Regions from separate parts of the Mus musculus genome. Here regions 2, 3, 4, 5 and 6 are each linked to region 1. Evidence: chromatin contacts called from public HiChIP or PLAC-seq and Micro-C data. All regions are on one chromosome and are shown on one strand. The core of a region is the stretch at or near the end of the contact, and the rest is flanking DNA. Distances in the headings are between cores, read along the strand shown. Region 1 holds the start of Sesn3 (sestrin 3). Region 2 has its middle 84 kb from the start of 1700019J19Rik. Region 3 has its middle 91 kb from the start of Fam76b. Region 4 has its middle 110 kb from the start of 1700019J19Rik. Region 5 holds the start of Amotl1 (angiomotin-like 1). Region 6 has its middle 21 kb from the start of Fam76b.

What was found. A called contact is a pair of places that touch in the nucleus more often than the background predicts. HiChIP or PLAC-seq counts read pairs in DNA pulled down with a chosen protein or histone mark.
Region 2: a contact with region 1 is called in an H3K4me3 HiChIP or PLAC-seq map of the SCID.adh cell line, with 12 read pairs. The contact joins the enhancer-like site here to the promoter of Sesn3 in region 1. A contact is called at or near these places in 16 of 39 promoter capture datasets (the 3T3-L1 cell line, the C10 cell line, the HPC-7 cell line and 12 more), 1 of 15 datasets of contacts at CTCF or cohesin (large pre-B cells), 10 of 484 Hi-C or Micro-C datasets (the 3T3-L1 cell line, the HPC-7 cell line, Th1 cells and 7 more), 26 of 115 datasets of contacts at active chromatin or transcription factors (the 230-238 cell line, DN3 thymocytes, the NIH/3T3 cell line and 19 more) and 4 of 9 other capture datasets (adipose tissue, embryonic stem cells, liver and 1 more).
Region 3: a contact with region 1 is called in an H3K4me3 HiChIP or PLAC-seq map of neural progenitor cells, with 17 read pairs. The contact joins the enhancer-like site here to the promoter of Sesn3 in region 1. A contact is called at or near these places in 12 of 39 promoter capture datasets (3T3-L1-derived adipocytes, the C10 cell line, the HPC-7 cell line and 9 more), 1 of 15 datasets of contacts at CTCF or cohesin (CD8 T cells), 2 of 484 Hi-C or Micro-C datasets (bone marrow-derived macrophages and cranial neural crest) and 22 of 115 datasets of contacts at active chromatin or transcription factors (the 230-238 cell line, CD8 T cells, the SCID.adh cell line and 18 more).
Region 4: a contact with region 1 is called in an H3K4me3 HiChIP or PLAC-seq map of neural tube, with 2.8 times the contacts expected there. The contact joins the enhancer-like site here to the promoter of Sesn3 in region 1. A contact is called at or near these places in 13 of 39 promoter capture datasets (the 3T3-L1 cell line, 3T3-L1-derived adipocytes, the C10 cell line and 8 more), 2 of 484 Hi-C or Micro-C datasets (bone marrow-derived macrophages and nephron progenitors), 16 of 115 datasets of contacts at active chromatin or transcription factors (the SCID.adh cell line, T-cell acute lymphoblastic leukemia, VIP interneurons and 13 more) and 3 of 9 other capture datasets (liver, macrophages and pancreatic islet).
Region 5: a contact with region 1 is called in a Micro-C map of embryonic stem cells, with 5 times the contacts expected there. The contact joins the promoter of Amotl1 here to the promoter of Sesn3 in region 1. A contact is called at or near these places in 3 of 484 Hi-C or Micro-C datasets (embryonic fibroblasts, embryonic stem cells and uterus), 1 of 115 datasets of contacts at active chromatin or transcription factors (pancreatic cancer cells) and 1 of 9 other capture datasets (pancreatic islet).
Region 6: a contact with region 1 is called in an H3K4me3 HiChIP or PLAC-seq map of bone marrow-derived macrophages, with 5 times the contacts expected there. The contact joins the enhancer-like site here to the promoter of Sesn3 in region 1. A contact is called at or near these places in 22 of 39 promoter capture datasets (the 3T3-L1 cell line, 3T3-L1-derived adipocytes, the C10 cell line and 12 more), 2 of 15 datasets of contacts at CTCF or cohesin (the NIH/3T3 cell line and large pre-B cells), 7 of 484 Hi-C or Micro-C datasets (the HPC-5 cell line, bone marrow-derived macrophages, cerebral cortex and 3 more), 24 of 115 datasets of contacts at active chromatin or transcription factors (the 230-238 cell line, DN3 thymocytes, the NIH/3T3 cell line and 15 more) and 3 of 9 other capture datasets (embryonic stem cells, liver and macrophages).

What each region holds. Positions count from the first base shown.
Region 1 is chr9:14,275,025-14,277,835 of GRCm38.p6, reverse strand. It overlaps Sesn3 (sestrin 3), which reads right to left and starts at 1,535. Exons shown (of 10, transcript NM_030261.4): 1 at 1,207-1,535. The coding sequence starts at 1,284.
Region 2 is chr9:14,004,990-14,008,069 of GRCm38.p6, reverse strand. No RefSeq gene overlaps it. Among named protein-coding and RNA genes, the nearest start is that of 1700019J19Rik, 84 kb to the left of the region's middle. Within about 2 kb of position 1,644, at least 19 of the 459 cell types and tissues checked have an H3K27ac peak or open chromatin away from gene starts, as enhancers often do. A contact at or near this core is called in the SCID.adh cell line and extraembryonic endoderm stem cells, where this site is marked.
Region 3 is chr9:13,917,226-13,920,296 of GRCm38.p6, reverse strand. No RefSeq gene overlaps it. Among named protein-coding and RNA genes, the nearest start is that of Fam76b, 91 kb to the right of the region's middle. Within about 2 kb of position 1,291, at least 45 of the 459 cell types and tissues checked have an H3K27ac peak or open chromatin away from gene starts, as enhancers often do. A contact at or near this core is called in the SCID.adh cell line, Th17 cells, embryonic basal ganglia and 2 more, where this site is marked.
Region 4 is chr9:13,977,365-13,980,593 of GRCm38.p6, reverse strand. No RefSeq gene overlaps it. Among named protein-coding and RNA genes, the nearest start is that of 1700019J19Rik, 110 kb to the left of the region's middle. Within about 2 kb of position 1,538, at least 9 of the 459 cell types and tissues checked have an H3K27ac peak or open chromatin away from gene starts, as enhancers often do. A contact at or near this core is called in neural tube, where this site is marked.
Region 5 is chr9:14,613,448-14,616,379 of GRCm38.p6, reverse strand. It overlaps Amotl1 (angiomotin-like 1), which reads left to right and starts at 1,380. Exons shown (of 13, transcript NM_001081395.1): 1 at 1,380-1,646. The coding sequence starts at 1,598.
Region 6 is chr9:13,847,707-13,850,688 of GRCm38.p6, reverse strand. It overlaps a transcript of Fam76b not described here. Among named protein-coding and RNA genes, the nearest start is that of Fam76b, 21 kb to the right of the region's middle. Within about 2 kb of position 1,453, at least 6 of the 459 cell types and tissues checked have an H3K27ac peak or open chromatin away from gene starts, as enhancers often do. A contact at or near this core is called in bone marrow-derived macrophages, where this site is marked.

The DNA.
Region 1 (2,811 bases), core at 286-2,785:
AGTTTATGGGGAAAAAAATAACTGCACATACTCAACATGCACATTTAATAAAAATCTTTTTTAAGAGAAACATATCCAATAAACACAATTTAAGGCGTATTTAATTGTTTGATTAACTTCAAACCTGCAATTCCTTTGCTTTCCTGACGCTCTCAAATAAAATAGGAGAAAGGAGGGGGAAGAACCAGCTCCACGGCAGGGAAAAGAGGCTTGAAAAACAACTTTGATTGGCACTTGGCCTGACCCACAGAGGAAGAAAAACAGTTTTTGGACAAAGAGCGCAAATATTTGAGCTTGCTTATTTATGTGCTTGCTTGTTTTTCCTAGGACATAAAGAGCAATCCTAAATTGACTGTAGATAGGAAAATTGACAAAAACGGCACCATATTCATCTTAGCTCTCAAATATGCACAGCTCAGCAATTTTAATTCATTGGTGCTGGACAAACAGAAACACCTCACCTAATGATTTCATTTCATGCAATGTAAAAATAAGAGTGTAAAAAAGAAACAGATTATATTAGTCAAGGAGGCTATTCAGATCTTATTAAAACCTCTTCTGCGTCTACAGGGACATTTTGTCATCCTTTCTCTCCCTGCATCCCCATCCCCCACGGGGCGATTAAGCCAAGTAAGCTAAACAATACTGGAGTAAACTTTCTATCAGTCACTCTGGAAAGCAATAAGCCAATCCTGGGTCGGATTTTCTCGATCGACATCGCGGTGGGGGATGATAAGGAGGGCGAACCCAAGTCGTCTTCAGCCTCCACCTCCACCAACCCAAGCTGAAAGCGCTGGAAGATCGAACAGCATTTCCTATGGGTATAAAGTTCAAGATGCCTTCATGGTGCCTTTCGGGACCCACCAAGAGAATGTCAAGAGGCGGTGCCAAGGCACCGTAGGCCTGGCAGAAGCGACCCAGTCGAAGAAAACACCCCCCCAGAGTCAGCCACCGGGGAGAGGCAGCCAGTCTCCTGCAGACCAAACTGGTTGCTGTGATTTCAGGCCAGCCTCCATCCCCAGCCGAGCCGGTTCCTCCCAGCATCCCAGCATCCCTTCAGCCTCGGGGCAGACCCGGCGGCAGCCCAGGGGCCGGGCGCAGGGACCCGCGGGGGGACACTTTGCCTCTCGTCCCCCCTCCCCCGCAAGCGCCGCCCGGACCCGGACCGTGGGGAGCGCCTCGCCGCCGGACGCGGCCGCGCCGTACCTTCCGCAGCACTTTCCGGCAGTTGGTGCAGAGCAGGTAGTTGGCCGAGGCCGACGCGCTGCTGCCACCGCGGTTCATCGCGCCGGAGCCGGGCTGTCACCGCGGCCGCTAGCGAAGGGCTGCTTCAACGTTCTCTTCTCAGGGGGTCGGGCGGCAGCGACGGCGCAGCGGCTGCCCGCGCGAGCTCGGCGGGGACGGCAGCCGCGGCACTCAGCGACCCGTTGTTCCTCCCGCCCCCATCGCCAGACCCCCGCCCCGCCAGCCAGGACGAGCAGCCGCGGCCGTCTCAGCTTCTCAGTGCGGCCCCGCCCCCGAGGCCCGCCGCCTTCAGGGCAGCCGCGCTGGGCACCGCCCCCTCCCGCCAACCAGACGGCACCGGCAACGCCCCCTTCTGCACCCGCATCCAATGAGTGGCTCCGGCCAATCGCGGGAGGCGAGAGCAACACGAATCTCCGGGCAAGTTAAGTTTATCTCCGAGGCTCGATGCTGAAGAGTGACCCTGGGTTAGTTAGGTAGTGGGGTGGGAGGGACTCCAATCTACCAATGAGAAATGGAGGTGTGGTGTATGCAAATTATCAGGAACTCTAGCGCCACCCTCAGGACAAGCCACGCCTCTCTGCAAAAACCGTGCAGAATGGAGAGTGAGATTAAATAGCTGGAAGCTAGAGCTCGCTAGAGGATCTGAGACCTAGCTAAACATTTCCTGATCTCTCGGGAGTGGGCCGGGTGGACGCTAGAACGTTCCTTCCTCCGGGGCAGAGATTCAGCTTTCTCTCCATGGATCTAAATCTAATAGCTGTGAGGAAGACTGCGGTCTTGCAGCACTTTGCTCCCACAGATCTCAAAGAACTTTATGTTCTTTATGCACTCTGTAAATCTGGTACGAAAGACCAACTACCTACGGCTGTAGAGTTAGAAGTCTACACAGCTATTGGAGTTGGAGACCCGGAGACACATCTTTGGTTTAGGGGTTTTTCCCTCTCTCCGACGATCGTTCTCACAGCAAAGAAAGTTCGTTTATCATGAACAAGTCAGAGATTGATACACACACACACACACACACACACACACACACACACACACACACACAAATCCTGTGGGAGGCCTCTGGTTAGAAACTTGCAGAGCACAATCCCTGCCTGTGATGGAAGGTTTTGAGTACGAATTGCCATTTAAAACGATTGGACTGGACCTTCCTCTCTCAAAACTGACAACGGTGAGTCAGGGTTTAGCTTCTATGTTCTGGAGACAGAAGGCATAAGTCACTGAGGAAAGCTCCGGCTGGCCAGATGCCCAACCCAGGCGAGTGAGAGAGCCAGGTACTCCGAGGGGCCAAACACCAACCCCGGACTGCAGACCAGACTCTGGCTGCCTGCTCCCCAGTGAGAACAAAGGCGGTGCAAAGCGAGCACCTGATTGGCTCAGGGTGCTCACCGGTGTCGTGGAGCCCATGATAGGGTGCTTCTGCTACTGGCGCAGAGCACCAAGCTCCCAAGAACTGCAGTTCCCCAGCCGGCCTTGGCGGTGACCACACCGCACTGCGTGCTATGACATCACCTGTTTTCGCTCTTGAGAACCTAATCTGTATTCTCGGCTTCTCGTTTT
Region 2 (3,080 bases), core at 395-2,894, 270 kb after region 1:
TGGAAAAGGGATTTATCACTTGTTACTGGCAAGTGAGGATGTGAAGTAGCTTCAAGCATAGCAAGAGTCAGGTACTCAGAGTGTGTGATTTGTCTTTCTCTGCTGTGCAGCTCTGCTATCCTGAATACGGGACTAGTCTCAGGCTGGGTATTCTAACGGTGACAAATAGAGTGAAGAAGAGTTCTAAACTTACACTTTTCTATTCACCCACCTCGGTGAAGTAATGGTGTTGTGATTTCTGGAGTCATTACTCCATTCATACAGCCAAACTTCTAGCCCTGTACAGGTCCTAAGACAGATTGGTTTGTAGATGTTTCTGAACCAAGTTCAGTGGTCAGAAAATGCCGTGATCTTATTGGCTAATTCTGGGTCACAAGTCTATCCCAAGTTTGGGGGATAGGGAAGAGAAGCTTTCAATTCACCTAAACCCCATAGTACATGAGTGAAATATGACTTTCTGCTACTAAAAGAAATATTGAACAGCTGTCACAGTTATGTCAAAGGCACCACCGTGGAATGGAGAGAGGACAAAGGGAGAACAGAGAGGAAGTCAGCTGTGACCAAACAGAGATAACTTCTAGATTGCTCATTTTGTCTGGTCAGTATGTACATGTGAACATCTCTAGCTCCACTGCCAACCATTTCCATGCCATACCTTGCTCCAGACCCGATGAAGGAGCTAGACTCCATCTCACATTCAGGCCCTGTACAGGCTGCTCCTTCTTGTGGCATGTAGTCCACACCACCCAGCATCCCAGCATCAGCCCACTAAGTCAAATGCATATGTTTGCATCTTCAAACATGCCTCTCGGCAAAACAGCAGATACTCTTTTGTGTCAGGTCTCATGAATAACAATTTAGTTTTCTACACAGGCACATACATGTGCGTGTACACACACACACACACACACACACACACACACACACACACATGCATATACACACCATGGCTTCTCATGGGTTTGCTGGGGAGCAGTCACCTGCAGCGCCCCTTGGTATTCCAGGAGTATCTGAAAGGAATTATTTGCTGGTTGCTGTCTGTGAAGAAGCAAAGACCACCACTCTCTGCTACCAATGTGTCACAGATCCTCCATGCCTGTGAATTAATATCAACTCTTAACAAAGTCATATCCCAAGGTCTATGACCTGACTCTGCCCAGCTTTCTCAGAGAGCATGCCAAGTTTTTCTCATGGAGCGTGAATGTCTTTTAGAAGATATGAAAATGCAAAGTCTTCTAGAAGCATTTGAGAGCACTGACTCACATTCTTCCTTGTTCTGCTATGGTTCGGTGATAATTAACCTTTTGAAGTCCAAGAGTGTGAGGCAGCTTGGCCCTCCTTAGTGAGGCTTTCCTATCAGGCATCATGAATCAGGAGGCAGAATGGTCAGAATGATCAATGTCTTTTACTATCTTGGCCATTTGAATACATGGTCCCCCATCGGTGCTGTCTGGGGAGGCTGAGATGTGCAGCCTTGCTGGAGGAAGTACCTCACTGGGCTTTGAGAATAAAGTTTCATCTACTACCCCTTTGCTCTCTCTGCTTCATGGTTACACTAAAGGGTGTAAGCTCTCCTCAGCATGCTGCTTGTACCACAATTACTGCCTCCAGCTGCCAAACTTCCCCTTGATCTGTTATCAACAAGTCTGCAGTGCCTTTGCAATGTGCCATGTGACAGCCAGTCTATTTGCTAAGCCTGCCCCAGAGCACCATGGGCCTGTGAAGAGAGCAAACTGCTCTAATCCCCCTGCTCCAGGCTTTCTTTGTTTTTTCTTTGTTTTTCCCTTTTAGTTTGCTCAGACCCTGGTTTATAGATCACCTCCTTCTCTGACAGGCTCTTTGGATAAAACAGGATTGTGTCTTGTCCCTCTGGAATCATAAGTCCAAATAAACTTCCCATAAGGTGTCTTGGTGTTCTATCACAGCAACAGATATGTAATTAATAGGGGGTGGATTTAAAAGATGGCAGCCTATTCCAAGTTCCAGGTCTACCAGCAGGAGAGTCAACACACCCTTTTAGATAACTGTTTCTTATCTCGAATGAGTGGCATCAGGGAAAGTTCTTGTGAAGTGACTTTCTGCCCATTGTTTTCCTAGCCTGATAGATTTAGGGCAGGGATAGTTGGACATTGTATAATGGAGCTTCCCAAGAGGCTGCTGACAAGCTCTCAGGCTCTTCAACAGGCAGGACAGTCACCCTTTGTACCCAGTGAGAACTGGGAGCTGAGCTTGCCAGACTTCCAGAATGCAGCAAAGCCTGTCCCACCAGCCTGTCAGAGAATGAAGTGATTTTATAAGGCAGAGTCTGAGGAAACTAAGAGTAAAAAATAAATAAATAAAAGCAAACTTCTGAAGAGAGAGCTAAGAATAGTTGGCGTTCCTCACCGCTCCATGATGCTCTCAGGCAGGCCTGGCCCACTCACTGCAGATGCTGAGAGTCAGGCAAGGCCTTCCTTCCATGGGGACCCAGTTGTTCTTCCCACTCCTCCCTTCAGGAAGCTTGTGATGTGAGACCCGCTGCTCCCCTCTGAATGCTTTTGGACAACTTTCCTCTGGGCTCTAGAATCACATTTACCACTCTAGCCCGATCTCTCTGATTATCTAGCATTTCTGCTCTCTGATTTCTGCTTGTGACTTCTTCTTCCTGGATGGTTTGGGGTTTCTCTGTCCTCTCTCCTAAGGCCTTGAAGTGAGACTTGCTGTGTCAATGTGCTTTGTCTGTGTTGGGGACTGTAGGTATGGGTTATAGTAAATACACACAAATGATTTACAGATCAATCAGATAGTTTTTCTGCCAAGTTTGGGAGAGAGAACTAAAAGGTCCATTCATACTGTGTGCCCGTGGATTCTAAGTGATTTACATACAGTTTCTCAGTTCGTACTCCCTGGAAAACTCGAGGGAAGATTATTGTGCCTGTTTCCATATGTCATGAAACTGATGTTCTGAGCCAGCTAGATGGCTCAGGGGATAAAGGAACAAGCCTCCAAGCCTGATGATCCGAGTTCCGTGTTGGATCCCACATGGCAGAAGGAAGACAATAGTGTACTTTAGTACTGTTCCTCCCTCGACTTCTTTCTCC
Region 3 (3,071 bases), core at 42-2,541, 360 kb after region 1:
TGTTTATAGCTTAGCCCTGAAACCATGCAAGTTACTTATTTCCTGTCAATCATGTTTGGCCATCTACACACCAAGATGCCTGAGGGCAGCGACTCATACACGCTCTTAAAGCAAGCTTCATGGAAGCCATCTCAAACCTTCAGTGAGACTTTAGTCAGAGGGAATGAAGATTTGCTCAGAGTAATTTCATCTGAAGATGAAAATTCACCGCAGAACCCTCTGGGGCAGCCAGCAGTACCGATGCCACACTGTCTGGTCTTTTGGGCTCCCTCAGCACTGCTTGAGCATAGTTCTTACCAGAACCCCGTGGCTTGCCCGTGAGGCTTGAGCCTAAAATGGTCAGTGAGCCTGCTGTGCACTGAGTGTGCACATCTGCACTCTATCAGTCATGTATCGCACACATTGCTGTGGAGCAGAGCACATTTTCTGAAATATAAGAATCTTGGCACCATGATGCAGGGAGCAGTGTCTGTCTTGCTATTGAATTCACAACGGTAAGTATTTTATATATAAGGCAATCCACAAATATTTGCTGAACAATTTCCCCATGAAGAGGATTTCTTTTCTTTATCAGCTGTCTGAAGAGCAGAGGCTGAGATGGGCCCTTTCAGGCACCCGTCTCCAATGCCTGATTGCTCTGCTGGAGGGGGAGGGGAGGCAGAACTAAACAGGAAATGTGTTTATTTAGATCTCCTCTTTGGTGGAAGAACTTTTTCTTGAAGAAGTTTATGGTATAGTAGCCACCATAATTAAAATATAGTGTGTGAATATATATGAAAGGTAGTGTTATGATTTCTGCTTATTGCCAAAATTTTTTTAAAAGTTGGGAAAATTAAAACTATTCAGGTCTTGTCTCATCGAAATCTACCCTTTCACGGCAACAGAGTCAGTGCTCACCTCCTTCCACTCCTGAGCAAAGTGACACAGAGGTCTGATTGGCTGGCTGGGGCTCATGAAGCCAGTCAGTTTCCAGTTTTAATTCTGGGGCTTTATTGGATGGGGTCCTCTTATATTCTTAGTAAGGTTCCTTTTATTTTTGAGTATGCAGAACATTTACTCAAGTAAGCTCAGAATAGTTCAGACTTATGAAGGAAATAAGAGAGACCGGAGACAACAGGTGAGGCTCTAAGGATGTGGCCTCAAGCTTCCCCTGTTATCCCCAGCACAGCCAATCTTCAGCCTCACGTCCTCTCAGTAAGAAACGATTACAATGATGAGGACATTACAGCAATTCCTTTGCTTTTATTTGTCTTCTGACCGAGCTGCCTAGTTGGGAGGGTTGCTATGGAGACAGTGGTGCCATGGGCAACACAGTGCACTACATTGAAGTCTCAGAGAATCAATGTTGGGGCTTGTTGGAGAGTTTCCTGGGCAAGTTTATTGTACTGAACGAGAGAATGGGAATCTGACCTGAGTGAGTAAAAGCAGTCCAAAACATTGTGTCTGTGGAGGGCCAATTAGGTTGCTCACTGGACACTTTGGAGAGGAAACTGCCCATACTGTTCAGACACACCAAGTGAGAGAATGAAGGGTGCTAGTCTGACGGGCTGCTTCAGAGATCGTAATACTTCTTTCAGGAGGCTAGCAGAGTCTTTATTGGATTTTGCAGGCATATTGAAAATCCACTGTGATAGCAAATGAAATAAGAACCTCCTAGACTAAATAAACCAGAATGAATGGGCTTTAGCTAAGGTCTTGAAGCACTTGGGACACCTGCACTATGGTGCTCATCATTGTCCGACCCTGGCTTTCCAAACCCAAGGCTTCTTTATACACCAGTTTTCACCCATGGTATTCTGATGGCTCACCACAGGCTCTCTTTTTCTCTCCTCATTCCAGCAGTCATATAGTCATATAGATCATAGCCTTCCACAGAAAAAGTATTCTCTCTCTCTCTCTCTCTCTCTCTCTCTCTCTCTCTCTCTGTGTGTGTGTGTGTGTGTGTGTGTGTGTGTGTGTGTGTGTGTGTTACATGGAAAGGAAACTAGAGAGGAAACAAACAAAGGAAACTAGAGATTGTACATCTGGGTATAACAGAGCAGAGACACTGGGCGATTCACTCTGGGAACAGGTATGAACAATGCAAGTTCATCGTGATTGTCTACATCAGGGACTTGGGCTCCCAGCTATCACAAGGTTCTCTAAAAGTCACAGGGACTATGATAGTTTAGTTTAGTTTAGTTTAGTTTAGTTTAGTTTAGTTTAGTTTTGTTTTTCGAGACAGGGTTTCTCTGGGTAGCCCTGGCTGTCCTGGAACTCACTCTGTAGACCAGGCTGGCTTCGAACTCAGAAGTCCGCCTGCCTCTGCCTCCCAAGTGCTGAGATTAAAGGTGTATGCCACCAATGCCTGGCGATATTTTAGTGTAAGATTTTCAATCATAAATTCCATGTGGCAAGAATTTTCAAGCGGATGGAATTACATCACAACCACCACATTGAAACAAAGACCAGAGTGAATGAACACCTGTTTACCTCCTGTCTTTGTTTTAGGTGAAGTGTATGAAATATAAACATCATCTCATTAAAGGAAGGTTTAATGGCATTTAGTACATCTACAATGCTGTGTATCCTTATCTGGCTCCAAATTATCCATATCATTTACAAACTAAAGTCTGATGTCAGCCATAGTGGAGCACACGTTTAAGGTCAGTAACTGGGATACAAAAGCAGGCAGATCTGTTCGGTGTCCATGCCATGCTTGCAACATACCTGGGATGTTCCAGTTTGCTGCATGTTCTACTGGAGTTAAAGGATGTTTTCTAATGATGACTGTGAAGCCTATGGCCATTGATATTTGTTGGCAGTGACCTGTAGCTAAAATCATGGCCCAGGCAATAGGAATATGATGTACAAGAGAGATACTCTTACCCACTCAACCTGCTTTCTGCCTGTCTGTCGGTCTTGTTTGTCTGTCTGCTATCTGTTGAGGTAGGCTCTTATATAACCCAGACTAGCCTCAAACTGACTATGTAGCTGAGTATGATCTTGAGTTCATGATCCTCTGCTTCTACTCCCCAAGTGTTGGAGCTACAGGTATGGACCACCAAGCTGGGCTTTCAGAGACCAAACTC
Region 4 (3,229 bases), core at 289-2,788, 300 kb after region 1:
CCCTGACTCAGCAGTCCATACTCCAGGCTCTTGGTTCCCTCCTCCCCTCTGAATCCCACTCGCCGATGTCTTCAGTCAAGCACATCTCTCACTATGCTTCCTACTCATGTGAGTTCTGAGATCCAATCCTGACTTCCTGCCCTGTCACTGTATCTTTTCATTCACACTGAGAGAATGCCCTTAAAAGCTTTATGAGTTTCAGATCAGGTTTGCTTTTGCTGCTTTAACAAAATATCTGAGAGAAGATGATTAATAAACAACAGAAACCTCTTTCTGGTAAGTCTAATTAATGCAAGTAAGCGCCATCACACACACACACACACACACACACACACACACACACACACACACACAGTGGAAAGCAAAATGAAAGAAACCTATTCCATCAATTCCTTTGATAAGGGCTCCAGGACTTTGGGGTCATTTTGAGGCAATGCTCATGGGATTCTTAGAAACACATCAACCTGCGAGTGCTATGAGCTATGTCCTCAAGGCTCTTAGAGACCTCTTTACTTACCAAACAGGCTCTGCGAGTCAAGATAAGTCACATGCAAGGGATGGGATGACGCTAGGATCCCAGACTGCTTCACTCCCTTGCTGCCTTCATAGAGCTTGCTGGAAGGCTACTCTGACTTCACTGTGGATCTAGGTGCTGACACAGGGACTTGGTGTCATGGAATGATCAAAGCAGCTAAACTTCTTACTTGAAGCTCAAGGCTCCAAGAGAAGGAATTCAAGCAAGAAAAGTAGAAGATGCCAGTCCTCTGATGATCTGACCCCGAGTCATTTGGTATCATGTCCATTGCTTTCTTTTAAGTCACAATCTCAGTCAGATTTAAAGGAAGGGGACTTTGATCCCTCCACAGGAGTGTCAAGGAATTTGAGGACATATTTAGATCACACCAAGCTTTCACAGGAAGATCCTTCCACAGAAAGGGAAATTTAGGGTAAAGCCCGGGTTGGGGGGGGGGGTCATGGAAAGCTGCTCAGAGCAGACATCAGAGGCAAACAGACAGACATACAGACGAACTTCCTGGGGCTGAGGTGCCAAAGTATAGTAAAAAATGAAGAATCAACCCTGTGGAAGAAGGTTTTCAGAATTGTTCTCAGAGTTAAGAATAACGGGGAATTAATTCTGGGATCTAGAACCCTCTTGGGCTCCCATTCACCTGTGGTCGTCACCATAGTCTGAAGAGTAGTTTGCCAGAGTCCAGAGGAAATGTCCATCTGGAGTAATGGCTTTTTGTAGACTACACCCTGTATCTGGAACCAAGCTTGCCATACGCATCAGGAACTGTGTATACACAAGAGCTGACTGACTACAGGAGCTGTTTCAGAGGAGTAGAAAGTTGGGCATGAGGCCTGAGGTGCTTGATGCTGGAGAAGGAAGCCTCCAGTGGTGTGGGGTGAAGAGAAAAGAGACTGCACAAGAGCTCCAGGCGTCCCAGTGCCTGAGCATCTGGACTGGGAGTCTGAGGAGTCTGAGAAGCTGAGCCAGGCGCTTCCAGATCACAGCGGGAGTTACATTTGTCAAGGCTTTCAGGCAGGAAGAATTGAAGGCCCATCAGAGAGCTTGATTTATAACCCGACACGGGAGAATCAAGCTCCCTATTATCCTGGGAAGCTGTAGTACAGGCTGATGAGTTTACACTATGTCCTGTGGGCAATACGCAGCTATTAGAGGAATTTCATCTGACAAGTGTTATTTATTTACTGGCATTTCACAAGAATCTACAAGGATGCCTGCTACCCTCATCCCCTGCATATCTTTGCGTGTGTTGCTAACATTTGAGTCTCAAGACAGTACTGGAAACACTCTGAAAGAGGGTGGGACAGAGTTAGGTTTACACTTTAAAACTGGAAAGTCCCCCAGAGGTGGGCTCCTGTGGTGAATGTTTGACCCTAGCTTGTGGTGCTCTTGGGAGACCATGGGATGTCAAAGAGGCTAGTGCTCACTGAAGGAAGTAGCTCACTGGCCGTGTGCCCATCACAGGCCCAAGAGCAAAGGGCTGAAACGTTGAAATGCAAACCCCAGAGTCTTTATAAGTTACTCCTTTGGGTATTTTGTCACAGTCTCTGAAAGCAAGATATGTGGAAGACTCTAGAAGTAATAAGAGGTGTTGAATTATAATACCCCAGTTTATGGCGATTATGCTGGTGATAACAGCAAAGAAGCCAAGAGGTAGGAAGCTGTGTCTGAAACACTGTTATAGTATTTTCAATGTTACAGTACAAGTCCATCTCCCACACCCTCTGTGACATCCTGACAGCAAGCTGTAACTTCCTCATCCCTCTGTGGGAAATGTCTGTGTAGACATACGAATATTCCCTAACAGAAGTACATTGTTAGTTATGCACAAAAGGATTATAATTATTCAGTGCAAGTTGCCTTTATTTGGTTGAGGGAGCTGTCTTGGACTGAAGGTCTTTAACATGCTCCACAAAACTCTTCCTCGCCTATGTGCTGACCCCTCTCAGGCTCTCTGCTTCGGTTATACTGGCTTTCTTACTTGACCAAATGGCCAAGCACTGCTTTTCCATCTCATGTCCCCCTCACCCCTACATTTGTCGTTCTCTAAACTCCCCCTCCAGCACTCCAGCTTTGGTTGCCATTATCAACTCAGATCAACTCTCACTTTTCCAGATGAGGCGTCTCCTGACTATTTAGTCTAAAGCAGAGTCAGAGTAGCTCAAACCCCAGCACAGCCATTTCACTTGCTTCACAGTTAACACAATACCTTAAAACTGTTCACCCTGAACGAGTGCACAAGTGCGTGTGCATATTTATGTGTGTGTGTGTGACTGTGCATGCATGTATGTATGTGTGTGTGCATGTACATGTGTGCATACACACACTCTCACCTCTACAAGCATCCACAATTGAAGTAAAGGGAAGCAAGACCAGTTCTGAGACTTCGGATAAGAAAGCACAGAAATCAGAAAACACATGAACACGTGCCTCCAATTCAAAAGTCACTAGGTGTTTATTGCTTCCCACAAGTTTGAAGGCCCATGTCTTGGCTTGAGTTGGCTCTGTGTTAGGAGAAAGACCCTGAGGAGCCAGGATGGGTGTTAGAGAAAGAGCCCTAAACAACTCTGGTTCTGGAGCTACGAGGCTTAGGCAAGTCATTCAACTCTCATGAAAACTCCCTTCCTGTAACATCTGCTCCCTGAGCTCAGCATAATTTGCTTGTTGTTCCCGAGTTGAAGGGATTTCAGAAAGAGGGAC
Region 5 (2,932 bases), core at 131-2,630, 340 kb before region 1:
GAGCTGGCCCTCAGCATTGACGCTGTGTGGTAGGAAGCAAATGGGTTTCCACCCTTGGCTTTGCTACTGAACTTGTTCTGTGCCGTTAGGGAAGTCCTTGCACAGCCGGGTGGGAGTTTCCGCACTAGCCAAGTGGAAGCTGTGTACGTTTACCGTTCAGTCCTTCCCAGCCCTGCACTTTGTGACTGTCCACTTACTCGTGTTGTCTCTTCCTTTGCAGTGAAAACTCTTTCCTCATTTATCAGCTCTTGCCAAGCACCCTTGGTGAGAAACCTTGCCAATTCCCTCCAGGCTGCACTGCTGCTTGCTTGCCCAGTGCCTCCTTTTCCTGCACATCGGATCTCTGCCCCTTCCCCCTCTACACAGAGCTGGTCTCTTCTCTCTCCTGTCCAGACTCTTAACAAGAGGGGACCTACTGCCCTGTTCTTTTCTGTGCACACGTCCTGGCTTTGTGTGTTCTACAAAGGCAGGTGACTTTAACGAAGCCTGTGCTTGAGAAATAAGTTCAGCAATTACATTTGGGCCTCTGTCTGAGAAATCAGAGGGCTGTCATGGAATCCGGCTGGAACACTGGGGGTGAAGCGGTGAGCGGGTGAGTTTAGGGAGATGGCACAAGCCAGACATGACCCCTGCCCCCATGGCCAGGTAAGAAGAGAGAAAAGAGGAGCCAACCGTCAGAAACCTTGATATGCCCTAACCCTCCAAGTAGGGGCTTGGGCAGCAGCCACTGGCCTCTGCTCTCAGAAGACAGACCAGAAAGGTCCTAGTGCATGGCTTCAGAAGACAGTGAGTGTAACCTCGCAGAGGGCTGGGCAAGGAGCGTTGCTTAGGGAAAAAGTCTGATTTCGAAGGCGGGGCAGAGTCACAGACTTCAAATTCTTTGCTTCTGTTTGAGCAGATAGCAGCCTGAGGGTTGTGGTCACAGGATGTACAGTCCTAGGAAGCCATTGAACATTTAAGGCTGTAAGGAAGGTCTGTTTAGCTAGCTGTTCTGTTCCTCAGTGGAGCACATCATAGCCCCTCCTATCCTGACCGCCCCACCTGATAGAAGTACTAGGGCCTGGGGATCGCTTTCACCTGGAAATTCCACTTAGAAGAAAAGTTGGTCCTAAACCAAACCTAGCCTGGAGTTCGGAGGCATATTCCAGCAAAGGATTCTAAGGCATTCAGATAGAAATGGTGAGTGTGACAGGAATTCAAACGCGGATAGGGGACAAAAACAAGGGAGCCAGTCTCCCTTTTTGGTCTCAGGGAGACACGTCAGCCTGAGTCCCGGCAGTTTCCGAAATCCCGGGAGGGGCGACGGGAAACTGGGGACGGGCTCTAGGGCCCCGCGGCCGGGGCCGGGGCGGGGTGAAGTGTAGGGTTACAGGGATCAGACCAGCGACCCTCCTGGGTAGCACGCTGGCGACTGGGAGCGCGGGGCGCCCAGGGACCCGGCAGCGGGGTGGGGTGGGTGGGACTGGAGGGGGAACGGGGCATCTCTCTGCTGCCCGAGTGCAGAGGCACCCTTCGCCGCGCCTCCCAGCCGCCATCCCCCTGCCGCCATTCCCCTGCCGCCGCGTTGCCCAAGCCAGGATCGTCCCATGATCGCCCCATGCGGAGGGCAAAGTCGCGCCGGGGACCTTGCGAGCCTGTGCTTAGAGGTAATCAGCTCAAGCCGGGGGTCCGGGAGGGCTCCCCCTGACTGGGCCGAGAGGTCTCCGCGGCTGCTCCCGAGAGCCCAGGCTGACATCAGCTCCGCACCAGATGTGGGGACTTGGTGAACCAGATTTGTGCTGGGGCCTCAGATTGTCCTGTGAGGGATCCAGAAGGTTCAACAAGACAAAAAGCAGAATTCGGTTCAGAACTACCCTCCGAGTGCCCAGTACCCCCGTGGGGGATTCCCACGGGAGGCCAAGGACTCGGGTACGCGTGCGGGCCCCTGACGCGGGACTGGCATTTCTCCTGTGGCTGGCAGGTTGCGGTCCCGGAGGATCTGGAGGCTTGGCGGGTGCCGCTGCTCTGGCGCAGACAAAGGCGCGCGGGGCGCCCAGCCTGGACCCCAGGACGCGCCCCGGCCCGGAGGCTCGGGCCTTTCCGCCCTGAGCCTTCTTTGTTCTCCCCAAACAAGTTTCTTGCACAAATCAGGGGTAGGATCCGGCTTTCCCTGGCCTGTTGGCAGTGCCTTGGAAAAAATCTGGTTTCCGGGAGGAAGCACAAACTTTCCAAGGGGGAGCTGGTTGAACTTTTTTGGAACGTGACATTTGTGGCAGACAGGAAAGTGGAACCTCGGCCCGTGACGGCCCCTGACAGTGCAGGGGACCCACTGGTGTTAGCCTTAAGTAGCCAGGCTGGGAGATGAGGTCTCACCTTCTCCAAGTCCCCTGCTTGGGGACCTCAGAAGACGAATCCCGGGCCTGTGCCCCTATTTTCTGCCTCCTTTTTTCCCCCTGGAAAATGTTTGCCTTTCAGCTCTTGTGGTGGGTGTATTGTCTAAATGCCTTTAAGTAGGGATAGTGTGTGGGTTACCTGGACGTCGGCTTCTGGAGACAGGTTTCGATCTCACGGGGCCTTGATGCTTACATTTTGGATGGTATTTGGTCCTTCGGCCCCTCTGCTTCCTGCCCATGGTTCTGTTTCCCTACAAAGACTTAAAGTTTGGCGGGCTTTGCTTATTAAAGTCCTTGGTGATGGTGGAGGATGTCATGCCTCAGAGGTCCACTGAACTCCAAACAGTGTCAACTTGTTCACCGAAAGTGCTCACAACTAGAACTGGGTAATATTAAACAGCTACAATTCCAGAAGACTCTCTTTCAGGGAGTGAAAAGTCAGGGCTTGAAGTATGGAACGCTCATGGTTTCCTGCTTCCAAAACTAGGCTGTGGATCCTGCCAAGCTGGCTAAGATTCTCCCTGGCTGCCTACCACACAGGGCCCAGGTTGTGTTGCCCA
Region 6 (2,982 bases), core at 204-2,703, 430 kb after region 1:
GCTGTAACATGCCAGGAGCATTGTTCAGAGCGCTAACACACTAGAACATTTGCTACAGTATGCCTATACACTGGACATTTACTCAAAAAAGGTTAAGATTTCATCTGAGAAAACTGACATGCTTATCCTGGCCCATAGTTGATAGGTTTTCACATAGCAAAGGAGGCACAGTCATTTGGGCTGCATTAAAAATCAACAACACAAGAAGAATTTGCAACAGAAGCCCAGTCTGTAAGATTCCTGGTTTCTAAGGCTGTCTTATTAGCAATGCCTAAGGGAAGCTTTACCATATAGAGAAAAGCAAAAACAAGAAACAAGCATAAGACAATGACCCTTTAAGAACCATCTACGGCAGTGGCCCTCGCCTTCCTATTGCTGTGTTCATTTAATACAGTTCCTCATGCTGTGGTGATCTCCCAACCAATAGAATTATCTCACGGCTACTTCATAACTGTCTTTTTTGCCGTTGTGAAATTGTAATGTAAATATTTAATATGCAGGACGGTCTTAGGTGACCGCTGTGCCCAGGGTCATCCAACCCTCAAAGGTTGAATGACTCCCTCCCTATAGGTTGAGAATCGTTCATCTAACTCAAGCAACAGCTTGATTCAAAGCATGCCACTTCTCATGCAGAGGGCACTGGGAGCATGGGAGCATCTTCTTGGCTGCCCAAGCTGTGTGTTGGATGGCACTAGGCTGCATCCACAGAAAAGCACAGTGATGCACACTATCCATGCCACACTTCCACAGAGCATACTGCCTTTGCTGGAGATGGCAACTTCTAATTCAGGTCTGCTAGGTCCTGGGTTTCCCTCCAGCACAATAAGAACAGGGATATTTGGGTGTACATAAAGGACAAAAATACACACTGTACTCTAAGCATTAGTGGGACCACTGGAAGTGAAATAAATGTTCAAATATTGTGTGATTTTTAAAAAAATTTACTTATTAATTATATGTAATTACACTGTAGCTATCTTCAGACACTCCAGAAGAGGGCATCAGATGTCGTGACAGATGGTTGTGAGCCACCATGTGGTTGCTGGGATTTGAACTCAGGACCTTTGGAAGAGCAGTCGGTGCTCTTACCTGCTGAGCCATCTCACCAGCCCCAGTGTGATGTTCTTAAAGAAATTTTAAAAATACTAACTCTGAATTCAAAAGCACTTCAACCAAAGAGAAAATGATACTTTCAAAGTCACTTTTATTGAGCTAATCAGTTGACTTGATTGGGAGTTGGGGGATATGATGGAATTATCCAAATTTAACCATTTCTGGAAACACACTCTCATGTATAAGAAAACATTCAACTATAAATTCACTAGGCTGGCGATGACTCAGCTTTTAAAGGCTAGGCTCACAACCAAAAACTAGGCTTGCTCTTACTGAAGCAGGTCCTAGGGCTGGTCTGGCTGAGAAGGAAACCACTGCATAGATAGCATGGTTTGGTAGCAGAGCCCTCCCTCTGGTGGACATTGGTAGGAATTTTCAGAAAGCTTAAAATGGCTCCAGGATTCATTGCGTGACCTGTAATTTTATACAAGTTGTTTTAAAGTCAAGGTGTTTGGGCTATTGGGCAGCTGAAATGTAAACCCATTCTGGGGGTTTCCAGTTAGAGGTGTTTGTATTTATCTCTTTGAAATCCTTCTGCTGGATTTCCAAGGGATGACTGCAGAAAGGGGGAGGGGGCGTTCGCGGGGTGGGGGTGGGGGTGTAGTTAGACCATGCCTGAGATATGAGAAGACAACTAACTCCCTTGACTTGCCACTATCTGAAGATGTGATGAGAAACCACTACCTGAGAATGGGCGCTCTCTCCACAAGTGGAATCAGCCAGCGCCTTCATCATGTACATGGCCTGTAAAACCATGAGAATCAGTGTTGTTAACAGGCCACCAATTTAAGGTACACTAATTTAAGGTTGAGATCAGATCTCAACCTGAGCTTGCAGCTACCTTTCCTAACAGCCCTTCGTTATGCAGGCGTGCAGCTACCGTTACTAACAGCTCTTGGTTGTGGAGGCTTTGTTTGCTGGAATGTGGGAAGGAGACCAATCTTTATTCCCTTGATCCCCAGAGCAGGCCCTCTCCAACCCTAGCTGTCCTGATTGTCCAAAAACACTGGAGACATTACTCTCAGAAATGATGACAGTGAAGTGTCACCAGAGGAAATGGAAGGGGATGGGGAGAGTAGTTAAATTCTGGTTATGTTATGAAGTTAGGGCTGGAAGAAATTTTGAAAGAACGGTCAGAGTGTGAGAAAGAGTCCGGGACAGTACTGAAGATTTGAGCCCCAACAAATTGAATTGTTTCCATCTAGGGTGAGAACATCAAGAGGGGCTTCCACTTGGACTGTTTGGGTACTTCTAAGCACTAGGACACAACTTTGGACATTAAATTTAAGAGGCTTAGGCTGGCAAGATAGTTCAATAGGAAAAGGTGCTTGCCACCAAACCTGACAACCTGAGTTCAAATCCTAGGGCTCACATTGGAGAGGCACACACACACACACACACACACACACACACACACAGGTTAAAATAGTAAAATATGTTTAAGAGGCTTAGACAACTAAATGGAGCTGCCAGCCAAGTTGCACTGAATACAGTATGAATAGGAAGGTAGATCTGATCTATTGTACGTTTATGCAGCACTAGACTTACAGATAACACTTAATGAACTAGAAAATGAGTATTGTTTTTAAAATTTAAAAGGAAACAGGATGGAAGCTCGAACAAAGGGATAAAAGGGGGAACAAGTACAGAAACAAGGCAGGAGTCACAGCAAGTGTGGAAAGCTGAACTTTTGCAGTTTACAGAACACAGTTGCATCATATTTCCTTTGGTAATTCCATCTTTTGCAGACTCTGCACTCCCTGCAACAATCTGATGCTTGCAGATCTTTGCACACTTTTGACTCCTCACAGTGACCTGGCACATGGCACATGAAAGTGATTGCCTGTGCTCTACCGCAGATCTCAAGTC